2 separate regions of the Lactuca sativa genome follow, and region 1 is linked to region 2. The links are chromatin contacts, called in public Hi-C maps. All regions are on one chromosome and are shown on one strand. The core of a region is the stretch at or near the end of the contact, and the rest is flanking DNA. Distances in the headings are between cores, read along the strand shown. Region 1 holds the start of LOC111911270 (CDP-diacylglycerol--serine O-phosphatidyltransferase 1). Region 2 holds the start of LOC111911268 (DExH-box ATP-dependent RNA helicase DExH5, mitochondrial).

What was found. A called contact is a pair of places that touch in the nucleus more often than the background predicts.
Region 1: a Hi-C map of leaf shows a contact between it and region 2, with 4 times the contacts expected there. The contact joins the promoter of LOC111911270 here to the promoter of LOC111911268 in region 2. A contact is called at or near these places in 3 of 4 Hi-C or Micro-C datasets (leaf and seed).

What each region holds. Positions count from the first base shown.
Region 1 is chr8:61,432,497-61,437,193 of Lsat_Salinas_v11, reverse strand. LOC111911270 (CDP-diacylglycerol--serine O-phosphatidyltransferase 1) reads right to left here and starts at 2,328. Exons shown (of 13, transcript XM_023907070.3): 1 at 1,983-2,328; 2 at 1,032-1,222; 3 at 832-897; 4 at 670-729; 5 at 464-554; 6 at 277-331; 7 at 100-179. The coding sequence starts at 1,204.
Region 2 is chr8:61,231,637-61,236,857 of Lsat_Salinas_v11, reverse strand. LOC111911268 (DExH-box ATP-dependent RNA helicase DExH5, mitochondrial) reads right to left here and starts at 1,902. Exons shown (of 17, transcript XM_023907069.3): 1 at 1,318-1,902; 2 at 815-966; 3 at 394-727; 4 at 1-7. The coding sequence starts at 1,656.

The DNA of each region.
Region 1 (4,697 bases), core at 1,079-3,578, 200 kb before region 2:
AAAGATGAAAAAAAAAGACTTGTTTGATACTCAAAACTACAAAATCTTTTTTCAAAGGAAAAGAAGATATGAAAAAGATTGTGAAAGAAGAAATCATACATAAACATTTATAAACCTGCTAGTTGGATTATCAGCCACATAAATTCGACAATCACTACCATATGATCTCTCAGGAAGCTCTGAGAAGATGTCAAAAATGTCAAAGATGTCAAAGATAAAGTCAACACATCAAATAAACTAATTTATATGAAATGTAAATAATACAAAATATGTTACCAATTCCAAGATCAGGGTGGAGATACTTCATAAGCTGCCTAGCATCATCACGATTCTGACATGAAAAGTTTTAGCCGAGTTTTAGGTGGTGGGGATTGTGGAAATTACAAATTTACCCCCCAAAAATGTTGAGAAGGTTCCATATAAGGGTATTAGCATAAAGAAAGTAAAGATAAAAAAAGTCAACCTGGAAAAGCAAAAAAGTCAAAGCAACAAGGTAGATAACAGCCATTCCATGAACTAATCGCCAAATTGCAGGATGTGGTCTAATTAGTAACCTGAAAAAGATCATGAGATTATTGAAAGATTAAAGTCTTGTAGGGGTAATGTTGTCATTTTCTCAAAAACTTAATTATAATGATATGGGCAACTTTGTTAAATCAAGAAACTTACGTTGAAGGAGCTTGCAGCAAACAATAAGTCAGAAAAACTGCAATCATTGCCCATATGCCCCTTTAATAAGAAATAAAGATTAGAATAAATGAACAATAATTGCATGAATGACACAAAATCATCATATGAATAATAATAATAATAATAAAAAAAAAGATTCACCTTTTGACTGATGTAACAAGATCAGGCGATGAATTACTTTCAGGAGTAAGAGCTCCACTTGCCCAACTGAAAAGTAAAATAATTTAATCATAACTTATACAAAAAACAAGATTTGAAAACCCAAATGAATAACAATGAAATGGTTAATGATTAGAAATACAAGAATCTTGATTTTTGAACATGAAATTCAAGAAACTTACATAAGAAAACATGCACCAATGAATAACAATGAAATAGTTCGAGGTTTGTAGGCCCAAGCTGTCCATGGGTCGAGTTCTTCATCAGTAGATGAAGTGCTCACTTCGCCATTAATATTGTAATGAATTATATGTTCTCTTCTTCTTCCTCTCCTATTAAAACCATTAGTCTCCATAAAGCTATATCTTGATCACTACAAATAAATTAAAAAACCATGATTATAGTTGATTAGTGAATAATCCTTAAAAGAAGTCAATAAAGGGATATGTAAAGTAAAAGTACACAAGAAATTAAGGCCGAAGGGATGTGGTTTCATTTCCATGGAGAATAGCTGGATGCAATGCATGAATTTAAAAAAGGGGAAAATGAATTTAGGTTGACTAAATGGTCAAGATTAGAAAAAGAAGAAACGGAAGAAGGCATAAAACGTCATACGATTATCGTTTTATAATCAAAGAATTTAAATTGATTTCAAAGATTATCGTATATGAAGAATTCAAGTAAGATTCGAGAGGAAATTTATGAGAAAAACACTATTTTCACACACAGAAAGAGATTAGAGACCTTTGATAAGTTGACGAAATTCTATCGATCCTTGCTTTTCCTACAGTTTTCTAATTAAAAAGGATCGAAGAATGTATCAATTCCACAACATAATTCGAGCACCCACATATTGGCTTTCAATCATATCGCCATCGAATCTCAAATCAAACACTAAAAACAAAACCATGTCGTCAAAATGCGATGCATAATCAACAAACCCAACTTGAAATTTCCATCAAACATTGAAAACCCATATCAGAACCAAAAAAGAATACAGAAATTAATGAAGAGATGGTAATACAGAGTGCATGAAAATGGATAAAGAAGGTACATATAGGTATTAAAAAGTACACAGACATACATGTACATCAGAACAGATTATCAGGAGAGAGAAAGAGAGAGTTTATTACATATTAACTGAGCCCTAGCCGCAAGATTGGAAGGAAAAAAGATCCGTACCCTTTGATCTCTGAAAGAAAAGAGGTCAATGATGAAATATATATTGGGAAGAACTGATGGAAGGTATGATTAATCAGGGTTTTGAAAGGCTAGAAGCTAACTGAATTCTTTTCTCTCTTTCAATTTATATTCTTTCAAAAATGTTTCTTGATTAATCCGTGTTTGTATATATATAGGGCGTGTATGTATATATTGGTGCCACAGAGAGATGAGAGAGAGAAAAACAGTGATATGGGAGAAGAAAAAGTACGATGGTCCAGAGAGAGAGAGAGAGAGAAAAGACAGATTTTATAAGATAGAGGAGAATTAGGAAGCCAAAGAACGTAACATAAATTGTTATGTGTAAGGGTGTGTTGTATAATTATGTGATAATAATATCCTTTTGTTTTATTCTTTTTATCTCCTTTTTCTTCTACTTTTTAAGTTTCAAGAAAAAAGTTTATGGCTTTTATAAGTTTAGACCCAAAAGAATGAATAAAGGTTGCACAAATTTATAATTTATATCGTTTAATTCAACGGTTTTGATAAATTTATATTATAATAGATAATTCAGAGATTTAAATCTAAAGATAATAGTATAATTTATTACCAAATTAAGATCTAATACTTGAAATGAAAATTAACTTTTGCTAATATATATAGATTTTTATAAATATGTTTTTAAAATAACAATTAAATATATTTTTTTAAATTGAATTGGCTTTTTTTAAAGTGGAAAGAATTATTCAACTTAATTATGACCAACATTTTTTTTTGTGCTTCTTCATTCTATTTTAAGACATTTAATCATGTTGGGATTTTGATTGATGTTTTGCGATGCTTTTATATGGTTTTTAGTATTCAAATTAATCTTCAAAAATCTAATTTTTTCGGGATTAGTGTCTATCAATAGGGGTGGATTAATTTGTTTAAGTTATATATTGTAAAAGTGCAAAATTGCTTTTTATTTACTTGGGTCTCCTGTTTGGTGCTTGTATGTCGTGGTTTAATGCCAGGAATGTCATTATAGATAACTTTCAAATAAAATTGGCTTCTTGGCAGATTTGATTACTTTCTATAGGGGTCGTGCTATGGAACTGAAGTCAATGTTGGGTTCTTTAGGAATCTTTTATATGACTCTCTTCTGCATGCCAAGTGTGGTTAACAGACATCTTGAGAAGGTTAGAGCATGTTTTTTTTTTTTTTTTTTTTTTTTTGGGGGGGGGGGGGGGGGGGGGGAGGGAGGAAGAAGGTAACCATAAATTACATTGGGTTAAATGAGAGATTATTTTAGCCAATAAACAAAACGGTGGTTTGAATATTGGTTCATTGGAAGCTTTTAACAAAACTTTGCTTCTTAAATGGAAGTGACGTTTTTTAGTGGATTATGATTCAATATGGGTTAAAGTTTGAAAGTCTTTGTACGGGAAACATGGTGGTTTTAGTTGGAATGATGGTTCGGTTCGTAAAAGATGAGTTTAGCATTCGATCATTGGTACAATCAATCAACTCATGACATCGGAGCAATCTCAAGGGATGCTATTATTCAAAAAGTTGGTAATGGATTGAATACTTCTTTTAGGAAAGACAAGTGGATTGATGATAGTCCTTTGATGGTGTGGTTTCCTAGACTTTTTATTTTGGAGACCGATAAAGATTGTTGTATTAATCAAATATAGAATGTGGTTGATTGGAATTGGAGTTGGTCTTGCCCAATCAAGGGGTAATTTTTGGATGCTACAAGATTTGACGACCCTTATCTTTCAGTTCGTTTTTTCGGAGTGTAGAGATAAGTGGGTGTGGGATGTTGGCGGTTCTGTTGAGTTTGTCGTGTTAAAAGCCCATACATTTATAGATGAAATAAATATGTCAGATGGAATAAATATGTCATTCTTAAAGTAAATATTTTCTATTTGAGATGTCATTTAAATAGGTTACAAACTCGTATGAAACTGTTTAATAAAGGCGTGGATGTCCCTTCGGTGGTTTGTTCTGATTTCAATGATGATTTGGAATATATCTATCATCATCTCATTCGGTGCGAAGTGGCTGCTAATATTTGGACGTTTTTTGAGAGATGGTGCGATGTTGTTATTCCTAATTTTGCAGAAATTAAAGATATGGTTGTTTGGATCGATTCCCTTCTTTTGTCTGTTGCCAAGCAAAGTACAGTGGAAGCGATTGTCATGATTATGTGGTGGTTGCTTTGGAATTTTAGGAACGATATTATTTTTAATGGTCAAAAGATAAAAAGGATTATGTTGATTGCTAGTTTGATCAATTACTTGTATAATTGGTTTGTTTGTAGAAATAAGAAGCTTTCTATTAGCCGGGTTGCGTGGTTTTCAACCCCTATTCTTTCCATTCCCTTGTAATCTTCCTATTCTAATAAAAGAATAGTTTTATTCTCCTTTTGACATGTGTCATCTTATTAAACCTATTAATTAATGCATGTTTTATTCTTCTTTTGTCATGTGTCACCATATTATGTCTCCTAATTAATACTTGCCACATGTCAACCTATTGATTATTATTTTAAATTTTAAATTTTCCATTCTATCTACATTAAATTAATAGCATTAAAATAAAATTAATACAAATTATAAAGTGATATAATTTCACATATTTATTTAAAATCAATAATTATAGTTTTATATAACTAAAAAATCTCCTAATTAATAATTTAT
Region 2 (5,221 bases), core at 653-3,152:
AAGATTCCTATAATAAATGAACATTTGTCATAATAGTATTTGTACTATTATTTTACTTACATATTCAATTCTTTAGATTTACAAAATAACAAAGTGCATAAGCATAACATTACCAAATGCTATCAACAAATAACTATGAATGATAATAACTGGAGAAACAATGTAGAAGATAAATAGAACTTTGAATCGTTAATTATTAACATTTAACATTAGTCAACTGACAAAGGATTTACACAGTTAGAGGTTTGCAATATCTTCTTTCCCATTTTATATGTTTCTTATGCTATGAATTCCCACATAATAATAATAATAATAATAATAATAATAATAATAATAATAATATACTACATAACAGGTTTAAAATCAGTTCTTGATTAGTTTTAAGAATTGAACCTGCCAAGCTTGTTGTTCAGCCTGCAGTTGCACACTCCTCCTCCAAAGGAGTTTCTCAATGGCAGCCTTGCCTTGTGATGACAACTCTGGTAGCTCAAAGAAACCTTCATCACTACCAATGTTACCATTGCTATTTGTCTTTGAAATCAAATCATCTTGAGACCCTTTCATACTTTCAGCCTTAAAAGAAAGATATTCTTTCAAATGAGCATCAACTCTCTTTTGCAACCCCTCAGGCAAGGCCACCTCCCTCTGAGGGCGTTTATCATCAAGATCAAATCGGTAGTTTGGCAATGGAACCTTGCTAATGACAAGCACTTTGGCATACAAATGGCTGTCAAGATTTAGAGGAAAAAGGTTATTTTGGTCAATAATATATATAAGTAGGCATGTGTGCTAACTCTTGAAATGATGATAGTACCTGTGCAAACCCATGCTAGTTGCGAGGGCTGATATTTGTTCATAGTCACGCCTGTCTTTTTTTTCCCTTGAAACCAGTTCTTGTTTATCCTTGCTGTTTATTAGTGTTGTTAGCTTCCACTTCCAAGATTCTATATCAGATGTGTAAGCACCCTGGAAATGTATAAAGAATATTAAAATACAACAGCAAGTTTTATGATTGATTCCTGACAAAAAAAAGAGACCATGTTGATATTTTCTATGATTTCTTGCAAGTTTTATCATTGATTCTTCCTATGATTACTTAAAAATGCACGCAGTGGTGCTTGTCCTGACAATTTTACGAACCATAGCGCTGAGTATCACTTATAAGAAAACAATGATCGAAGTGAACTGAGGAGGAAGCATGTTACTAAACACTTACGTTATTCTTGTCATGAACTTGGTTAAATAACTTCAATTATATTCTTTACTACAAAAACTAAAATTCCTAATTTACAAGGAATGTAGTTAAATAAAACTCACAGGATGGAAAGAGAAATCGAATTCGCGACGGGGGCCTTCTTGAGAGACGGCAACGGCCTGAGATTTTATAATTTGGTGAGGAGGCAAGTAAGGATAAGGAACTGTAAACCTATTGTTAATATTGCTCTGAGATGAACTAACAAAAGAGGTTTTGTTGTCAAGAACAGCATGGGGAGTAGATGAGATATCGGGTAGAGGGGCAGGGACAGGGACAGGGACAGGGACAGGGACAGGGGCAGGGGCAGGGGCAGGGGCAGAGGTAGTGACGACGGAGCGAAGGCGATGGTGCGGAGGCACGTACACGGAGCCGGACGAAGACGGACGCGGTATGTCCTTCATCGCCGTAAACGGTGGTGGTGTGAGGTTTTATCAAGGGCTTTAGGGCACGAAAGATAATGGTGAAAAGCGATTTACATACACAAGAAGGCTAATTAGCCACCGCACCAGGATGGTGGTATGTTGTCAGTAAAACGGCGGCGGTGGCGACGGGGACGGTGAAAATGGTGGTGGATTGCTAGAAAGGGTTTGGTTTGTACCAAATAAATTTCAGATGCAGTCCTGAGCATATACCAATAATAACATATTATTATTTGAGAACTGAAAGAAAGAGTTGTTCTTTTTTTTATCATTAAAAGGACATGATTATTGTTAAAGTATTTTATAGAATAAAATCATAAAATGCTTTCGAATGTAATACAATAAAAGTCTTAAACTTGGTCGAAAATATCAATTTTACCCTACCACATATTTTTGGTTTGATTATGTTGCAAACTTATTATTTTTTTGTCGGTTTTGTTATTTTTACTTGTAATACTAGATTTCAGGTTACCATAAAATATTATTTGTAAAAAAAACACTTAAGATTATAAACATATAAAATATAAATAAATATTCAAATTTTAATAAAACTAAATAGTTTTTTATAATTTAAATATCAAAAATTTGTATCAAATGTGGATTGACATCTATTATATGGACGTGTGGATAATGTTATTCTGTGAGAATTACAAAGAAAATATGTTATTTAATAATATGAAAACGTTCAATCTTATATAATTATTTTAATATTTAAGCATTTTCATTTATTAAAACGTCTATAAGGTTATTATACATTTTTTTTAATTATTCTCATTCTGTCATAATGTTGTCATAATGTTATCAGGATGTTTATTGAGTAGTATTCTGTAAGAATTAAAATAAATAAAAAAACAATGAATAAGAACAAAAATGAATTAGAATTGATGAGAATCCATTAAAATAACAATAGTTATGTGAGATTGAATGTATTCACATTACTAAACAACATATTCTCTTAGTAATTTTCATAAAATAGCATTATCTACACGTCCACACAATAGTTGTCCACCCACATTATAACCTAGCCCTATATATATATATATATATATATATATATATATATATATATATATATATATATATATATATATATATATATATATATATAGAGACAGAGACAAAGATAGAGAGCTAGGTTCAAGTATTCTAACTAATTATTGTGCGGATGTGTGGACAATGTTATTCTATGAGAATTACTAAGAGAATAAGTTGTTTAGCAATGCGAATACGTTCAACATTACAAAAATATGGTCATTTTCATGCATTCTCGCTAATTATTATTTATTTTTGTTCTCACACATCGTTTTTCACTCATTTTCATTGTTACAGAATACGACTCAATAAACATTCTGACAGAAATGAGAATAATAATAATAAGTGTATAATAACCTTATAGACAATTTAATTAGTGAGAATGTTTGTTAATGACAATATTTATGTAAGATTGAACGTATTTATATTATCAAACAACATATTTTATTTATCACTCTCAAAGAATAGCATTGTTGATACGTCCGCACAATAATTAGTTAGAACAAAATAACCTAAACTTTTATATATATATATATATATATATATATATATATATATATATTAAAGAAATCAAACCTTATGAATAGCGAACGTAATGCCTTTTTAACGTATTTGGTCTACATCTTTAACTATTTTCATATGTTGTCCTTTCTTTTTATAGTTTTCACAATTGGCCCATTTCTTTTTTCCAAATACATTATGTTCCCTCTAATATCATAAGTTGTTCAATTTGATTGGTCAAAGGTTGGATACGTGTCTTGGACACGCGTTTTTTCCTGTGCTCTTGTGGTTTATCCTTTAACCTGTTTTCTCTCCCTATTCCATCTGTTTCCCACCGCCTGTTGGTCGATCGCTTTACGAACACTACGACTCCTAATTGCATGGAAATAATGTCACCACATAGTGACTATGATCACCTCTAAAATTGCTTTATGAGTCATGGATACATACAACGAATCCAAAAAACCACGTATCACGGATAAAAATAAGATTAGACAAACATATATCACACCAACGACTTATATTGAGAAGAATTTGGGACGTCACTTAACACTCGATAAGCACATGTTGAATATCTTTTTATAGAGTTGTTATAAATCGGGCATAAGGTACAAGGAATGTCAATACCACAGCTAGACAAGTTTGTTTTGGTAGGAAAACGGTCCAAGACAGCAGCTCACTATCGAAATATATTAACCTTACTAAGTTTATTTCATTTGGTCTTTATATGAAGTGATGTCACTTTGAGAATCCTTAATAACATATTCCAAACCATTATTAAGATTTATAATCTTAAGGGTTTCTTTGAGAAATATTTGTAAACTTAAGGGTTTTTTTGCAAATAATATTTCATGGTAACCTGAAAACCTATTATAACAGGTAAAAAGGGAAAACCCTACAAAAAATGGCAAGTTTGCGGTATAAACGAACCAAAAATCCGCTAGACGGTAAATCCAACATCCGCCAAACTTAAGGTTTTTGATGGCATTATCCCAAAAAAATTGACCATATCATATCGGATTTGACTAACTATTTTGTTACTCAAATAAATGAGCAATGAGTCTAGAAACGTAATGTTCCGGACTATACTAAAATCATGTTGGATAATTTAGGTTTTGATATGATATGAATCTTTTTTTTACATGTATTAGACTTAAATTGTCCATTCGTTATTTCAAATATATCAAAAAAATAATTAGTTTGATGTTGAAATCATAAGTATATATAACTAATCATAAATACATGTAAGTTAGAAATTTTTGTGTTGTAAGCAATTAGTTTTTAGTTAGAAAGACTTTTAAGTTGATTCAAGTAACCAAGTTGATTTAAGTGAAGAAGTTGAGATTTGAGGGGATCACGTTCGCTACACCCAAGGCTCAAGTGGAAGAGGCAAGTGGTGAAATAGAAGTTGATTCAAGTAAAGAATTTGAGATAATTGATGAAGATATGAGCTGGGAATTAGAGAAACCAACAATGGTCAAGATGGAGCGAGATGAGAAGAATAGTACAAGGGTGAAAAAGCAATGCAAAGGAGTTACGTGTAAAGATGAAGAAATGCTAATCAAAAGAAGAAAGAAAATTCGAAAAAAGCATACATTCGAAGAGTTCAATCATACAAGCGTAAGTGGAAAGAGCAAAATATGAAAAGGGAGATCCCACTCCCAACCGCAACAACCTTTCTCTGGAGGCAACCTGATGTTTAAGAGTTTGCATTTTATTTTCCTTTTTTACTTCTTTTTAGTTTATATTTTTAGTTTAACCGAATAATCATGTGTTTCTCTAATCTTTTGATTTTCTTTTTGTAGTTTTGAAAGGAAGAAGTGAAGGAGCTTAATTGATAAAGAAGCCGAGAGATTTTTGGAAGAATAAAATTAAAGACCAAGTTTTTAAATAAGTGTGAGTTTCCTCTTGAGGAAAATATTAGTTTTGAAAAAAGTTTTACAGAAAGAAAAAGTCGAGAATGATCCTAAGCCATTACGATAGAACGATGCATTAGTTTGGCTTTTTAAGGCAT